Regions from separate parts of the Zea mays genome. Here region 1 is linked to region 2. Evidence: chromatin contacts called from public Hi-C data. All regions are on one chromosome and are shown on one strand. The core of a region is the stretch at or near the end of the contact, and the rest is flanking DNA. Distances in the headings are between cores, read along the strand shown.

The links. Hi-C and Micro-C count contacts between places; a contact is called where the count stands out from the background.
Region 1: a contact with region 2 is called in a Hi-C map of ear, with 1.5 times the contacts expected there. The contact joins the promoter of LOC100281191 here to the promoter of LOC100272558 in region 2.

What each region holds. Positions count from the first base shown.
Region 1 is chr6:156,405,746-156,410,549 of Zm-B73-REFERENCE-NAM-5.0, reverse strand. It overlaps LOC100281191 (oxidoreductase, 2OG-Fe oxygenase family protein), which reads left to right and starts at 3,390. Exons shown (of 7, transcript NM_001361084.1): 1 at 3,390-4,142. The coding sequence starts at 3,578.
Region 2 is chr6:156,215,694-156,220,055 of Zm-B73-REFERENCE-NAM-5.0, reverse strand. LOC100272558 (alpha/beta-Hydrolases superfamily protein) reads right to left here and starts at 1,645. Exons shown (of 7, transcript NM_001147025.1): 1 at 1,162-1,645; 2 at 1,040-1,061. The coding sequence starts at 1,312. It overlaps LOC103630335 (protein ALP1-like), which reads right to left. Exons shown (of 2, transcript XM_008651398.3): 2 at 2,342-4,362. LOC103631514 reads left to right here and starts at 1,735. Exons shown (of 2, transcript XM_008652407.3): 1 at 1,735-4,362. The coding sequence starts at 4,101.

The DNA.
Region 1 (4,804 bases), core at 2,141-4,640, 190 kb before region 2:
TTCCGTGCCCGGCGTCGCCAGCCCACGTCCGTCAACAGTTTTTATAATTTGTCATGGCCACAAATTGTTTACACATTATTGTATATACTCCCACGAGGTGTTCGTGCAAATGGCTACAGAAGATCACTGTGGACATTTGCTTTATACATCAAATAAAATATATAGGAGAAGCCGATTTACCAAACAGTTTGTTAAAAAGGCACTGACTCCTGTGGAGGAGCTGCTCCTACATAGGAGCCAGAGCTAGAGCCATTTTCAAAGGTCCAGCTCTGTCAAAGAGGCCCTTATTAACCTTTTAGATTTATCCTATATTTCTTTACTATATTAAAACACTAGTTTTTTTGGTTCCACGTTTTCCACCGTTGTGTTCTCTCATATTTAAATAGTATATATAAATAGAATTCGAGCCATAATTGTTGGCTCTAAAGCCACGTTAACACTCACCTAACCAACAAAACACATATTTGATTTTGTTTTATATTTTATACTTAAGAATAAATGAAAATCGTAGCAACACATGGACACTTTGCTAGTTAATCCTCTAATCGTGTCTAAATTGAAGATTAACCTATGTTCATATTAAACCATTGAAAATAATATTATAACACAATCAGGGCAACGCATGATATTTCCTAGAATCGTGCCTACAACTACAAGATTATCGAACAAGCTGTGGTTCCGATAGTTTTTCTTTTGGTTTGCCAAACAACGTCCACAAAAAAACTGAACCGTCTGCTCCCTTGACATCCGTTACCTTATCCCTTGTCGTCTTCACTTCTCCAGCGGCCTCCTGCACATCGTCTAGCTAGAATCCGTATGGTACACCTACGACTACGATATACGTCGCTAGCATCTTTTGGGGGAAAAAAAAAGAAAGTCGCTTTACATTATTGGTGCATGAGGTAGGTTACATGTTCGCAAGGTAAGTTGAGGCGGTAATAACATTCCAGTCCATCTTGTTCTTGGTTCTTCAGCTCTCGGAGGAATTAGAGGCTGTTTGTTTCAGTTTTAGGCCCCGTTCGTTTACACAGGATTGCACCCGGATTTATTTCAGCTAATCAAAATCTATATAAATTAGAGAAACAATTCAGATAGGAATTGTTCCAGACCTCCATTCCGTAGTAACCGAACGACCCCTTAGCTGGCTTCTTTCCGTCAGAAGGCATAAGCTGAAGAAGAAAAAAACACAGTAAAAAAACTGGAAAGCGCTTCTGAGAAAATATTGTAAGGATTTGAGCGTGAATGGTAGCCAGGCTTAGTGATGGCAACAGGTACAAACTCGCTGGATTTACCATCCCAAATCCGTACCCGTGAAAAATATTTATACTCATTAAAAAATTGTACTCATACCGTGTTTGAATTTTTTGGCCCAAACCCATACCCATCGGGTTAGCCGCGGGTTTCATCTCCAATATGATTGTTCTTCTCATAATCAATAAATACCGTAATGATTAATGAGATCGTGGTCCAAAATTTATGTGATGAACAACGAGTTCATGATTTGGTATAAAAATCATTAGTGGAGAGAATGAAATACAAATAATAAGTTGTATAATTAAGTGACATTGCACTAAATTATCCATCCACCACATATATAATGCTAGTATAAACTATAATAGCAAGCAATCAACACTCTCACCAACTACCTATACATTCTCATTTGATAAAAATTAGGAAGTAAATAGGGAGATAACAAGTTTGTTGTTCGTTTATAAAATAAAATGACAATATGCACTAGGTTCGGTCGAGTTTAAAAAACCCACGGGTTCGCGAGTTTGAGTACTATAGGAACAAACACATACACATGAACCCGTCGGGTATAGATTTATGCCCATTAAGAAACTCATGGGTACGAAGATTGACCCAAAACCATACCCTAATAGGTTAAAAACCCATCGAGTGTCGGATTTCGGGGGTACTCATTGCCATCTATAGCTGGGCTCAACAGTGCTGGGCTCGCGGCGGTCTAGACGGGTAGGGAACCTCCCTCCCCATATCTGCACGCGTGCACGCAGAGGCCAAAAAATGTCGGGGTTGCATCCGCCCGTGCGGGCTAACCTTGGCGCGTGCAACCCACCAATCACCGGTGAAGCACAGTCAATAGGACGCGGAGGGCTTGGACACGCGCGACTAGGCATCCAATCACACCCTTTAGGTTCTCGTTTTAATCTAGGTTGTAATGATTATATACTGAGAATTTAGAATGTTTCTCAATGTCACACACCCTGCAAATGCTGAAAAACACACTAAAAAAACTTTTCTAGATTTGGTGTAACCTAGAAGCTAAAATTTTATTGAAAAACTCAATAGCTGAATCAAACACCTAGAAGCCAAATAAAAAATATATCGGTTAAAGCCATTAGCAAAAAAAAGTCAGAAACCTAGCCTTTTTTTAAGACAAAAGTCCTAAAACTGCAGCTGAAACAATAAGGCGTAAAGTAGTTATAACTATGCTACACAGTTTTACAATTTGTATTCTTATTATCAATCCAAGAGGTTGGTCATACGCTTCCACCGTCTGACCACGCTCTGAGGAACCGCACCTACAAGATCATCTATCTAATCAGTCGTGGCTCCAACTCCAATTGCTTTTCTCTGGTCCGTTCAACAACGTCCCAAGGATTGATTTGTCTCTACGCGCGTTACAGCATCCCGTGTCATCTTCACTTCCTCAACGCCCTCCACGTCAGGGCTTGTTCGGTTAGCTCTCAATCCATGTGGATTGAGTGGGATTGGATGAGTTTGAATCCCAAACAAGTCAAACTTCTTCTTCATTTTTTCCAATTCCATCCAATCCATGTGTATTGGGAATAACCGAACAAGGCCTCATTTGGAATGTAGCCACACAGTCCACGATACATCGCTAGCATCTATCATTCCGAAAGAAAAAAAAAATCGTAACCGGGCTGTGAAAGGGAGCCGGACATGTCCGTGTGGGGCTCTGGAAGCGGACGGCCAGGATCATTCGTGGTCCAGCAGACTGCGCCCACGAACGCACAGATAAGGCATATATGGCCTAAGCCACCTTGCCGTGGGCCCCACGACTCGGCCGCGCCGCACGGCATGCGCCCCAAGGTCGGGTCCGGGTGTATGGTGACGCGAGTGACGCTGCCACCCTCAGGACTCAGCCACTCAGGAGCTCCGGCGGTCCGGCCGGTGGGTGGCGCGAGCGGTCCGCACGCGACGCGCCCCAGTTGCCCGCCTCCCCCGTCGTAGCCCGTAGGCCGCAGGCATAAAAGCGACCCGGACCTTTTAACTAACCGCAATTCAACCTCTACGCCGGATCCGCGCCCGCTAGGCTCCGGCACGCCGCCACGTCACCCGCCTGGGGCTGGCACCGGGCACCCGCCGAGGTATTTATACGAGCGCCCCGGGCGAGCCAGCGACCCGCATCGTCTTCCTCTGTTTTGCCAGGGCCAACCAAGCCAACGGGTCGAGTTGAACCAACGCCATTACGAGAGAAGAGGGGTTGGGGAGGTAGACGAGTGGCGTAGGGAACTCGGTCGTGGGGCGGTAGAGTGAGCGAGTGAGAGAGAGGCAGGGCTGTCACGAGCGTGGGCAGGCGATCGCGGGAGCGATGACGACGGCGGCCGGCATGCCGGGGTTGCCGGTGGGCTCGGCCGCCGCGGCTGGGGTTCCCGCGGCGCCCGAGGTGGCGGCCAGGGACGCGGTGATCGGCTGGTTCCGCGGCGAGTTCGCGGCCGCGAACGCCATGATTGACGCGCTGTGCGGCCACCTGGCGCAGATCGGCGGCGGCGGGCCCGAGTACGATCCCGTCTTCGCCGCGATCCACCGCCGCCGCGCCAACTGGTTCCCCGTCCTCCACATGCAGAAGTTCTACCCCGTCGCGGACGTCGCCGCCGAGCTGCGCCGAGTTGCGGACGCCCGCGCCGCCGCAGGGTCCTGCTGCTACTCCGAGGAGGCCGCGTCCACGGTGATCCACGAGCCCATGGAAGAGGCTGAGGCTGAGGCTGAGGCTGAGCCCGAACCCGAGCAGGAGCACGAGCAGGATCCGGCACCGGCGGCCGAGCTGGCTGACGGCGCCGTGGAGTACCACGAGCCGGACGTGGAAGTTGATTCATCGGGAGATTCGTCGGAGCGGAAGCCCCCCTCCACCGAAGATGACACCGTCGCAGACGGACGTAAGTACAAACACTCTCGACCGGCAAATTAAATCCTCCCGTGCTCGTGTCAATTAATTACCCTGCCTGCTGCATCCCGTTCCGCATTCGAATTTGCCGAAGACATCGTCGTTTCCTTAGCCAACGCCCGCACCCGTGTAGAGCAGAGTTCCTAAAATTGTCAAAATAAAATTTCGGCCACTTCGTAACTTTTGGATCCGGTAGCCAGGTGTGGCTTCCTCCGCAAGTTTTTTCCCTTAGTAATCTCCTACCTTTTGGGCCTAACTATAACGGGATGAGTAATGTCTTTTTTGGGAATTCTATTTATGTTTTCGATTCAGGAGGTTAACAAGCTTCCAGATTACGCTTAATCATGGCACTATTGCTTAAAGCTGCACAGGAGCATTGGTTCATGTGAAATGGGAATGGAGATGGCGCACGGGTCCATTTCTTCTGGTGGTTAGTGGAAAATTGGAGCGGAGGTCCAATAATTCTTCTTCGTGTCCATGTCCATTGTCCAACGAGTCACCATCCTCTCGGTCAATCCTGGCCGTCGGAGAAGGTAGTACCCGTGAAAAGGGATCACGGGTCGCGGGAGTGGAAAAACCCTAATGCTTTTCCTCCGACGGCGTTTTATTTACCTCCTTTTCCGGCTTGATCCGCCTCCACGCGGCCACCCTTTT
Region 2 (4,362 bases), core at 396-2,895:
TCCATTTGCAAAAACACACAGGAAGAATGCACATGTAATATATGAAGTAATATTTAGCTTATATAGGTAGGCTATTTACTACTCCACTCCAAATTGTAGGTCATTCTGCCTTTTCTAGGTACACGGCTATTGATATACTATGTATCTAGAAATACTGAAACAACTTACTCTTACAATTTGGAACTTAGGAGTAGTAGTGAACCGTGAATAGTTGTTGTACTGTGATCTGATTCACAAAACTTTCCATCTTGTCGCAACAAACTTCCAGAACTAGCAGGAGGTGGTGTTTAAGGCTGGTTCGTCCGGGCAGTACTCACTATTTCACCCCCAGGAAGAATGTTCCCAAGATCCAATACATGGGTTTCGGGGGGCAGGGCTGCTCTCCCATTGCCCGGTGATAGGGGGCGATATCACCCCCACATCAGCACCACGTGTATTAGCAGTTTAGAACTAGCCATTTTTTACTGTTTTAACTTCAAAAGGTTCAATAAAAATCTTAAAAAATATCCCTAATTCATCTATAAATAGAGAAGGCTGATTGAAGCTCATTTCTCGCCCTTTGTGCTCATTCAAAATAGAGTCATTCAAAATAGAGAGTATGAGACTATCTCCAGCAGACTCACTATTTCACCCCTATTTTAAACTTAACTATGCAGAAAGTGCAATTTACAGTGCAAAACAGTACTTTACACGACCTTTTACACGGTCTCCTGGAGATGGCCTAACACCCATTGGCATAGACCCTGAATTGGATAAAGCAACTGATCAAAAAAAATTACAAGTTTCACCACTATTCAGTGTTTAACTAGGAAGTCGAGCAAAATAATACAGTTTTTCCTAGCAATCTAGACTAGCAGCACATAATCACCTGTCATTGATATCAGATATCCCCTAAAAATCCACCACGATTCATCTCAATCAATCCTAGTGATTCTACAGATCTATCGATGCAAGGGCGTTTGTGAAAAAAAATGATGATGGTGATAAAGAACATAAGGGGTCAGGGGGGAGTCCGTCACACGGAGTGATAGTGTGATACCTCATAATCGGCGCTTCGAATCCTGCAAGAGGAGAAAGGCTTTTACTTGTAAGACGCGTCATACATACCCCAAGCGAAAGATCTCGAGGGGAAGCAGATTCGAAGGAAAACGAAGCACATACCGAAGACGTCGGCGACGAGGACGACGGCGGCCTTGGAGTCCTCGGGGCCGGCGACGTAGGCCTTGAGCCCGCCGAAGCTGTCGACGACCTTGCCCTCCCCGCAGGCCGGGTTCAGGGCCGGCGGGTTATCGCAGCACTGAGAGCTCGCCATTCGTCCCTCTTTCTGTCGGTTGGTTCGTGGTGGTGAGCTGAGGCCTGAGGGGCTTGAGGCCAGATGCGAGCAAAGAGACGAAACGGATGCGACGGAAAAAGGACAATAGAAATGCGGAATTGCGGACTGATGACAGCGGGAGACCAAGAGGACGTCGTGGTCGTTTGGAACTTTCTACCGAGGTCGAGGGATAGCGAGCGGCGATCCGTTATTCCCAAGCTGCGTGGAGCGGGGCGGATGGACGGCACGGCGGACGGCGAACAGAGAGCGACGGCGGACCAGCACAGGAAGCGGACTTGAGACTATCTGCAGCGCTCCCCCCTTCGCACCCCCTCCCCTATCACTGTGCACGCTATAGGGGGTACTGTTCACCCCTTACCGCCGCAGCGGTCACCGCTATCCGCCTCCCCTCGCCGCCGCCCTCTTCTCTCTCACGCCAGATGCAGGGCGTCACTGTGCACTCCCCCTCCACTTCTTCGCGCGGAAGAATCCGCCCGCGGCACGGACCGGAAGCTTCGCGGTCGTCTTCTCTCCTGTTCGAGGCGACTGCGTTTCGGCGATTCGCGACGAGGCGACGGCGATTCGGGCGCGCTAGGGAGCCGGTCCGCGTCGGAGCTGTGGACGACGAAGCCGAGGTGGTCAGCAAGGTGCTCCGTTCAAGACCGAAGACGAAGAGGGCGCAAATCCGGCTCCCTCCAGGTTCGTCGCCACTACTTGGTTGCTTTCACCGTCCGACCATCGACTCCAGCATCGGATCCCCAATCCAGCAGTTCGAATCGTCTTATTACCGCCCAAATCTTCGGATCTTGAGGTACGCCCTTGGACCCGTAATGATTATGTTACTCTTCCGCACATCTTTCAACATCTTTTTAATACGGCAATCCAGTTATCCTTTGAACCGTAAGATATTTCATCCGCAAACAACCGATGAATCCCCAGTTCACTCATTTCCGCGGATCTGCTCTGCCTATTAGGGTTTCACACTTCTAAGGTACTGACCCGGTTAATGTATTTCAAACTTGGTCCAACTAATTTTGGTTGTGCTTACAATTCGGGCGTCAGGTTTTTCACCTGCCATAAATTTGTAATCCCTAAACTACGAAGTTGCTTGCATACTGGCTTCAACTCTAGTCGTCTCCAATTAATTTAGGATGACCACTGTCCACAACAACAGGTCATTTTTATAAAATGTAGTAGAGTGATAATAGTTGGGTGCCCAACAATGTGTTAATTCAACCAACTCAGTGTAATGTTCATTGTTTATTATGCGTTCTAAAACTCTCATTGACATAATCAGAGGGGGCATTACTTCTGAACTTAGTATGCCTCAAGTTCATTCATAGTGTGAGGTCTATGGGAACCCTCATTGTGTTGCTGTACTACCCCCCAATTTGTTTGTCACCCTTGTATACGAGTGGACGAAACTAAACAATTGTCCACCTTCATATAGTAGGTTTCTATATTCATACAACAACTTCTTTATTTCTGTTGTAGTATTGTGTATAACCCTAAATTAATTGTGTTGTAGTATTGTGCATATCTTCCCATTAACATTAAGTTTTCTTTTGCAAGATATGGTTTGAGCAGACAGTTATTTATTATGTTCATTATGTTTGTGCTTGCATGGAGTACATACCTTGTTTTTTGTATCCTACAATGTTTTGTTCAACCCTCGCATTAAAGCATTGTTTGTTTCTTACATGGAGTGCATTGTTTGTTATTTATTTCCTTAACTGTTATATACAAGACTGACATCAAACATCTGTTAGTGCTGGACAATGAGTGCATTGCTTCTATTTCTAGTCCATGAGCACATGATACAACAATATATCGAACTTGTCAGATTTATGGTATTCCTAATTCCCATAAGTTGGCCTTACCTGTCATAACAATTCCAGTCTTATACTAATATAATTATGTTATGTTCCATGGTTGAATATGACTAGTACAATTGAAATCTTTACTTGTTGCATGCAACATCATTGATAAATATGTAGGCCTGTTCTGAATTCGTTCCGCCTGTTTGGTTCATAAGGAAATCGTAGTGTTTGTTCATTTATTATTCTTTGCAGCACAGTTACGAATGACATCCTCGAAAGAAGACACCATGAAGTCTTTGGTTAAAGTACTTGTCGACTGTGCCGAGGATGCCACAAAATCCCTTCGTGGATTAGTAGATCATGCATTAGACCACATGCATGACGAAGAGATATTAGCTAGAACCCTCTTTGCCATGAAAGAAAAACTTGATTTGCTTCACCAAGATGCCTTAGAGGCAAAAGTCCAAGCTTTTCCTGAAATTGCTAAGTACGAGGGGGATGACATAAGTGTTCAACCGACATCTCCTTCGACCCCTCCAACAGTTACTGAACCATCTGTCGACGAAGAGGAGTTCTACTGCCCGGATGTGAGTGACGAGTGGTACTTCAGCGACTCAGATAGGTCAACTCGTAATAGCTATTGGAATATTTATTAGTTGACTGTACTCGAGATGTACAAGCAGGATTTGCTTTTGAACAACCCACTACTGGGGTTCTCGTAGTTGTCATGTTGTCGAACTAGTCGTGTCATGTATGTCTAATTCTCCATGCTACCTCGTCCGCTTAAGTTAGTATGATGTCCAGAACGTTGTCGTCTGCGAACTGTGATGACTCTTAAATGTTCTGATGCTAGTCCTTAATAAGTTGATGAAATTATGGTTCTATTATTTGAGTGTCTTTATATGCTTTGTCTTAAGTTTAACGTACCTCGATTTGTCGATTGGCTACAATGTGTTTCAAAAGACTAAATGTGTGCCATCTCCACATATCCTAGCATGGACCCTGCCAGCAATGCGACATCGTCGCAGGCGATGTCGAATCCGTCAAATGCCCAGCAATTTCCTCCACCACCACCCTTATGGCCAACAGGTTACATGCAGCAGAATCCAGTCGATTGCAACATGATGGGAAACATTAATTTTCCTAGTCCTGGTCAAGGTCCAACTACAATGTGGGCGCCAATTCAGGCAGGGAACACTAGTTCCCAATCAACCATGATCCCTGCTTCCC